2 separate regions of the Bicyclus anynana genome follow, and region 1 is linked to region 2. The links are chromatin contacts, called in public Hi-C maps. All regions are on one chromosome and are shown on one strand. Each heading gives the region's core, a stretch centred on a gene start, on an enhancer-like site or on the middle of the called end of the contact. The rest is flanking DNA. Distances are from core to core; before and after follow the strand shown.

Evidence for each region. A called contact is a pair of places that touch in the nucleus more often than the background predicts.
Region 1: a contact with region 2 is called in a Hi-C map of whole larva, with 5 times the contacts expected there. The contact joins the enhancer-like site here to the promoter of LOC112053588 in region 2. A contact is called at or near these places in 2 of 2 Hi-C or Micro-C datasets (whole body and whole larva).

Annotation. Positions count from the first base shown.
Region 1 is chr18:9,708,076-9,711,260 of ilBicAnyn1.1, reverse strand. LOC112053574 (protein FAM214A) reads right to left here. Exons shown (of 13, transcript XM_052887132.1): 2 at 2,801-2,935; 3 at 1,733-1,843; 4 at 1,333-1,469; 5 at 512-640; 6 at 14-235. The coding sequence starts at 2,935. Among protein-coding and RNA genes, the nearest start is that of LOC112053499, 39 kb to the left of the region's middle. Within about 2 kb of position 1,405, at least 8 of the 8 cell types and tissues checked have open chromatin away from gene starts, as enhancers often do.
Region 2 is chr18:9,662,350-9,665,577 of ilBicAnyn1.1, reverse strand. It overlaps LOC112053588 (testis-expressed protein 9), which reads left to right and starts at 1,538. Exons shown (of 6, transcript XM_024093053.2): 1 at 1,538-1,813. The coding sequence starts at 1,709. It overlaps LOC112053574 (protein FAM214A), which reads right to left and starts at 900. Exons shown (of 13, transcript XM_052887132.1): 1 at 675-900.

The DNA of each region.
Region 1 (3,185 bases), core at 156-2,655, 46 kb before region 2:
GCTATTAACTCACCTGGGCAGACTCTGCAGTAGCACCTTGAGCAGTACGTTGTCACCGATGTCCGCGACGGGGAACTGGTGGTCGGTGGGGGGGCGGGCGAACTCTGCCGCGTGGTAGCTCTCGCCGGGCAGCTTGATGTGGTACAGCACGTTGAGCCGCCGCCCGCCCAGCTCCGCCGAGTCGCAGTTCGCCTCCACCTTCTTGAAGTTGCACGTCTCGCGGCTCAGTTTCCGCCTAGAAAACGGAATTTGTGAGCATAAGCAAATGACGCCATGTTTCAATAATACAGGTAGATATTTTTTGCAGTGCGCAAATTTCTTTAGGTGCTTCTTTGATACGAACATCTTAGCAATCCGTGGATTCACCGTGCCGGGTCCCTCGCGTAGCAGAGAAAAAACTCACGTACCTACTTCTACGGCAGACTAACCACATATACATTTTTAGTTAGTTCATTTGTTATGTTATGTTCGTTAGTAGAATATATTTTCAGTAACAGTCTGTACTTGGTACCTCCTGTCAGCAGGTTTGTCATCGGTGTGGATGATGGCGCGCCAAGCTGATAGTTGGGAGAAGTGGAGCTGGGAACGAACTGCATTCAGCAGCCAATGGGGACTGATCGCGGCTGGGCTGTCGTGGTTTCTGGAAATGAAAAAAAAATATTATTTTGCCTATTTTTTTTTATCTCATTCATCTTCAATTTGACGGAAAATCAGTTAAGAATATATACAACAACAATCGAGCGGGCTCCAACTCATGACCTTCCTGTATATACAGCGAAGGCTGACATATTTATTTTACAAGCAACGGTAATATGACCATTCAAATTACAGACTCTACACTTCAGGTTGATAGCGGGGCAGCGGATTGAACACTGCGAAGTTGCGTACAGTAATAAACACAGGTGTTCCAAGACATCAGTTGCTAATGAATAAAGTATGCACTACTGAATAAAGTACTAGCTCCTTTCGCTCCTTTTTGTCGTGATACCCTTATACCACGCGGACGAGGACGCGTTGAAGCAGTTAACCTGGTTACTATCAGGCGAAAAGCACTTGCATATATGTATAACGAATACATATATGCAAGTGCTTTTCGCCTGATAGTAAGCAATGATGCAGCTTGAGGTGGAACACACTAACCTAGAATCTTGACTTGAAGATACATATACTGTATGTGGTACGAAAAACAGAAGCTACTAGGGCATTTAATATCAGGTATGACGAACCAGACCAAACCGCTCAGTACGTGTCCAAAGGATATCGACTCTGAAGCGGTGTAGACCTCTGAAATGTGTATAGCTAACTTGGTGGGTTGCAATAAACAAAGCTCACTTGTTGGCGATGGGGCGCACGGTCCAGCGCTCGAGCAGAAGAGCCTTCTGCTGCGTATGCAACTTGTCGTACACAGCGTCCTCCTCCACGCGGCTCAGCGACGCGTAGCACTCGGGGCAGTCGGGCGCCAACAGCACCTGCGAAAAAATTATCACCTTCATGGACAATGCCGAACAAACGACTATTTGGTATAAGTTCTTAAGTACGCCCAGAATCTACTCAGTACTCGTCAGAATTAAACTTAGTTCTAAAAATACCATCACCAGTAATCAAAGTCAATAATATGTTTTATCAACATTACAACTCTTATTTAAAAATTTTGAACTACAAACCCGTGTAAGTTTCCTAAAGGCATGCTCTACTATTTGTAGTGGTCAATAGTGAATGAATATAAAAGTACCTCAATGCAAATCGGTATCTGTTCGTTCCACAAAGCCTGCACATGGTTGTTGAGCTGCGCTTCAAGTCCTGGCTTAATCTCGTCCGACTTTGGCTTGGGTTGGGTGTTCACCTGGAATTAAAGAAATATTTTTATTAACCTATTATTTCATCTCTATAACCTTATAATTTCTTCATCAAACTCTACTGAAGATTTTTGTTTGGGCCTATGACCATCCGTCCTTTGTGTGAAGGTGCTACCTGCAGATGCCCCAATGTGCCTCGCCAATGTGGTGTGGGAGGGTGGTACCTGCTGGCTGCTGGAGAGGCGCTGCTCCTGACGGCGATGGGAGGGTCTGGAGCTGCGTGCGCGTACGATCAGACACCCCAACTGCAGTAGCAGTCCCGTGCCTCGCTAATGTGGTGTGTGAGGGTGGTACCTGCTGACTGCTGGAAAGGCGCTGCTCCTGGCGGCGCTGGGAGAGGCTGGAATTGCGCGCGTGTACGATCAGACGCCCCAGCTCTAGCAGCAGCCCCGTGTCTCGCTACTGTGGTGACTGAGGGTGGTACCTGCTGGCTGCTGGAGGGGTGCTGCTCCTGGCGGCGCTGGGAGGGGCTGGAACTGCGCGCGTGTACGATCAGACGCCCCAGCTCTAGCAGCAGCCCCGTGTCTCGCTACTGTGGTGACTGAGGGTGGTACCTGCTGGCTGCTGGAGGGGCGCTGCTCCTGGCGGCGCTGGGAGGGGCTGGAACTGCGCGCGTGTACGATCAGACGACTCAGCTCTAGCAGCAGTCCCGTGCCTCGCTACTGTGGTGACTGAGGGTGGTACCTGCTGGCTGCTGGAGGGGCGCTGCTCCTGGCGGCGCTGGGAGGGGCTGGAGCTGCGCGCGTGTACGACCAGACGCCTCAGCTGTAGCAGCAGCCCCGTGCCTCGCTACTGTGGTGACTGAGCGTGGTACCTGCTGGCTGCTGGAGGGGCGCTGCTCCTGGCGGCGCTGGGAGGGGCTGGAACTGCGCGCGTGTACGATCAGACGCCTCAGTTCTAGCAGCAGCCCCGTGTCTCGCTACTGTGGTGTCTGAGAGTGGTACCTGCTGGCTGCTGGAGGGGCGCTGCTCCTGGCGGCGCTGGGAGGGGCTGGCGCTGCGCGCGCGCACAATCAGACGCCCCAACTGCAGCAGCAGTCCCGTGCCGGTCGCCGGAGGCGGCGCCTCGCTACTGTGCATCTGTGAATAATACACCACGTCACGTCAATATAACAAGAATACTTTGAAACAGAATTGTAAGCACAAAATGAAAAAATCACCTCAAAATAAGCAAAAAATCACCCATGCTACGAATGTGTATAACAGTACTACAATGGGCGGAAGTCGAATCCCAGAGCCAAGAGCTGCTTATGATACGAGTAGGCGTCCACAGATCGGCATCGTACGTATCGGATGCATCGGATTTTTATCTACCGTAAAATTATAAATT
Region 2 (3,228 bases), core at 289-2,788:
TTTTTCCGTCACTACTGAAATTCTACACAGTTACAGTAATATTCACGATTACACATTAATCGAATAGTATATCGATATAAATACAGGAGCAGCACTATTACAACTCGAAAAGGGCATTCGAATTTTAAATTAACAAAAAGTAACTTTTCGACTCAACCACACGTATAACTAGGGTTCAAAATAGCGTGTCTATATGGCTTTAATAAAGCAAAACAGCTGTATATCTTACAATAGCAGACCGACCCGTTAGGTCTACAAAAAAAAGGATCTTGTTCTTGGGACCTGTATTTTATGGTCTGTGACTGCATTAAAAAAACAGTTCATCTACCTGCAATGTTGGTTTCACAATCAGCTGATTTTCAACAGCTAAAAATTTTAGAACTTATAATTTTTTTATACACTTAATCACTAGGCAGTTATGGTAATTAAAAATCAAGCCCCCTTCAAATGAAAATTGAATGGTTTAAGCAAGAGATTGCTTTTAAAATGGGTACCGTCTTAAAATGGTTGCATTATACCTTTAGCACACTCGTGAAACTTGTCAAATTAACTTTCTAAAATACAGGAAAGATTTAATTAAAGCGCCAATGTCTAACTCAAACTTATTTAACTTAGTAAAAATCCTAGCATATGTTGGAAGAACTTCTCTCAAAATAGTATAACAAAGGGATTACCTTTTTAGAAGCAAGCGATTCTGTCCAATCTCGACACAAAAAAAAACTAGCGCTATAATATAACACTCCGATAGTCGTGTCTTTTTCTCTTTAAATACATTATTGCACTCTACAAAATGTCCGGATGCGTGAAACGCAGTCCAAATGTGTTATTTTATAACAATAACTATTACAGTTAACGCGACGCGAGCGTCCGTACACCGCCCGCTTCAAACAAGAACTAAAAAAAAAATGTCAGCTTCGGGCTCAGCTGGGCCAAGTACGTTCTCATTGGTAAATCGATTAATAACATCGAAATTGAACACCGAACTTTATATCTATCCCACTCTATAGTAACACCTCTCGCTTACACGGAAACAAAGAATTTCATTTTTAAGCAAATTTCAATGGCTTTTCTTTAATGAAATGGCAGAATCATAACTTTTAGCTAGAAATTCAATTATTTTGTTAGATTTCAAGCGAAAATATAGCAAGGATTCGTCAAATCAGATCATATGGAAGACAAAGCAATATGTCAACATCCTACGTCGATTTATTGACATTTGCTCAGATGAAGTAGTTCTGATTGGCTCGCGCACAGCTGTTTTTGACGCGAGTTTCATGTGTACCATTAGTTTATAGCTCTTTACAGAGATGGCAGTAGTTACTCATCAACAACAACAAAGCCAAAACAATTTCCAGTCGTAGCTCATTCTAGTTTTATTTATTTTATAGTATAACGTTTAATTTTCATACAAATTGCTACCTATCATTTGATTCTAAGGAACAAATATAAAAGGTTTTTCTACTGACTCAACATTATATACAGTGTTGGTAGTTGTTATGACTCACAGCTGTTGTTGTCATGGCAACGGAGTTTGTTTGACACTAAAGAATGACAATCAATGGCCGAGTTTATACTTCTTTCAATAATAAAAGTTCATTTTTAAGATTACTTTGATTAAATGGCCAAAATTCTTACACATCAAGTGTAAAGTATTATATCACGTTATTACTTAACTTTAAATCAAGGACAAAGCTCCATTTGCTGTAAAATGGATTCCGAAGATCTCTTAGCTCGTGAAAATGAATTCAAAAAACTCAATAAACAATTAGAAAAGAAAACAGAAAGCTTAATGAAAGAAATTGAAAATGTTATGGTATGTTTCTACAATATGGATATGTTTTACTTATTTTTCATCTAACCTATCTGTAATTATAATATCACTGTGAAGATCACTTGTTATTTTAATTAATTTCGTACATTTTATTGGACCTATGAGGTTTCTGTACCCAAATTACTATGGAACAACCAAGTAAATCCTGCTTCTGACAAGACAAATATCTTGGCATTCTATGGATTCCCCATGCAGGAGGCTTGGCTCGGTGTAAAGAAATTCCATTATGACATGTTAACACTCACCTTCGTTACTCGTATTTTCTCCCTGCCCAGCTGTGGGATGCACTTCGTAGATGCAAGAATACTGTCTATCCTGAAGAATCATGAACCAGTATTGCAGAAAGAATTTTTCTATTTTGTACCATTATAGCATATAAAGTCTTACCTAGTCAAGTTCCCTAGTTAGTTAGGTCTAGTGCTTGCTATTAATACCTAGCTAAATTTTATACTTATTATAAACACGAATGGGGGCAACTGGGCAAAATCTGCAAGGGATAGAGAATTGTGGAAAAGTTTGGAGGAGGCCTTTGTCCTAGGCAGAGGCGGATTATCCATAAGGCAAACTAGGCACGTGCCTAGGGGCGTGTAGACAAAAGGGGCGCGCGAGCTCAGAATTTTAAATAAATGAAGAAAGTAACATATCGACTATTAAGAACTAAATGCTGATTTATACTCTAAATCTCTAGTGATATATTCATAACACACCATCATCAGTCAACACACATAAGGCCTATTTCCCAGAACAGAGAGGAATCATGAATTCCAATGTTCGCTCTGTCGTCACTCTTGATTTATTCACAAAACATCATATTTAATTTGCGCATTAGAGTAAGTACATCCTGGTCTACTAAGATCATTGTAAGATTGTGATGGCCATTTATGGCCGGTACAGGGGCGCCGCTAAAGTTGATTGCCTAGGGCGCTCTGGACCTTAATCCGCCACTGGTCCTGGGGCACAATCAGACAAACTCTGAGTAAATAATATTATTATTATATATTTTTTTTATTATTATATTATTATTATGAACATGAAAGCCAGTTTATTATGCTTTCACAGCTAAACTACTAGACTGATTTTAAAACCATTTCACCAATGGGAAGCCACATTCATTGAGCAACATTGGTTTATAACTATTATCTTTATAATGGTCTCCACGATACAGATCAATCTAGTGTGGAGACCACAGGCAATGTTATGGTTTTTTGTATATTTTTTTGGTCAATAAAGATTTTTTTTTTTTTTTACTATAGGAATGGAAACTATGTGGATGATACTGTGGTGCATCAGATCGTATAGATATATTATTAAAAAAAATAATATTTGCCATATCTTTTATATTCCCATTCTCTTCCAACTAGTCAGGCAAGACTGTATTAGGAGTGGGTACGACAATA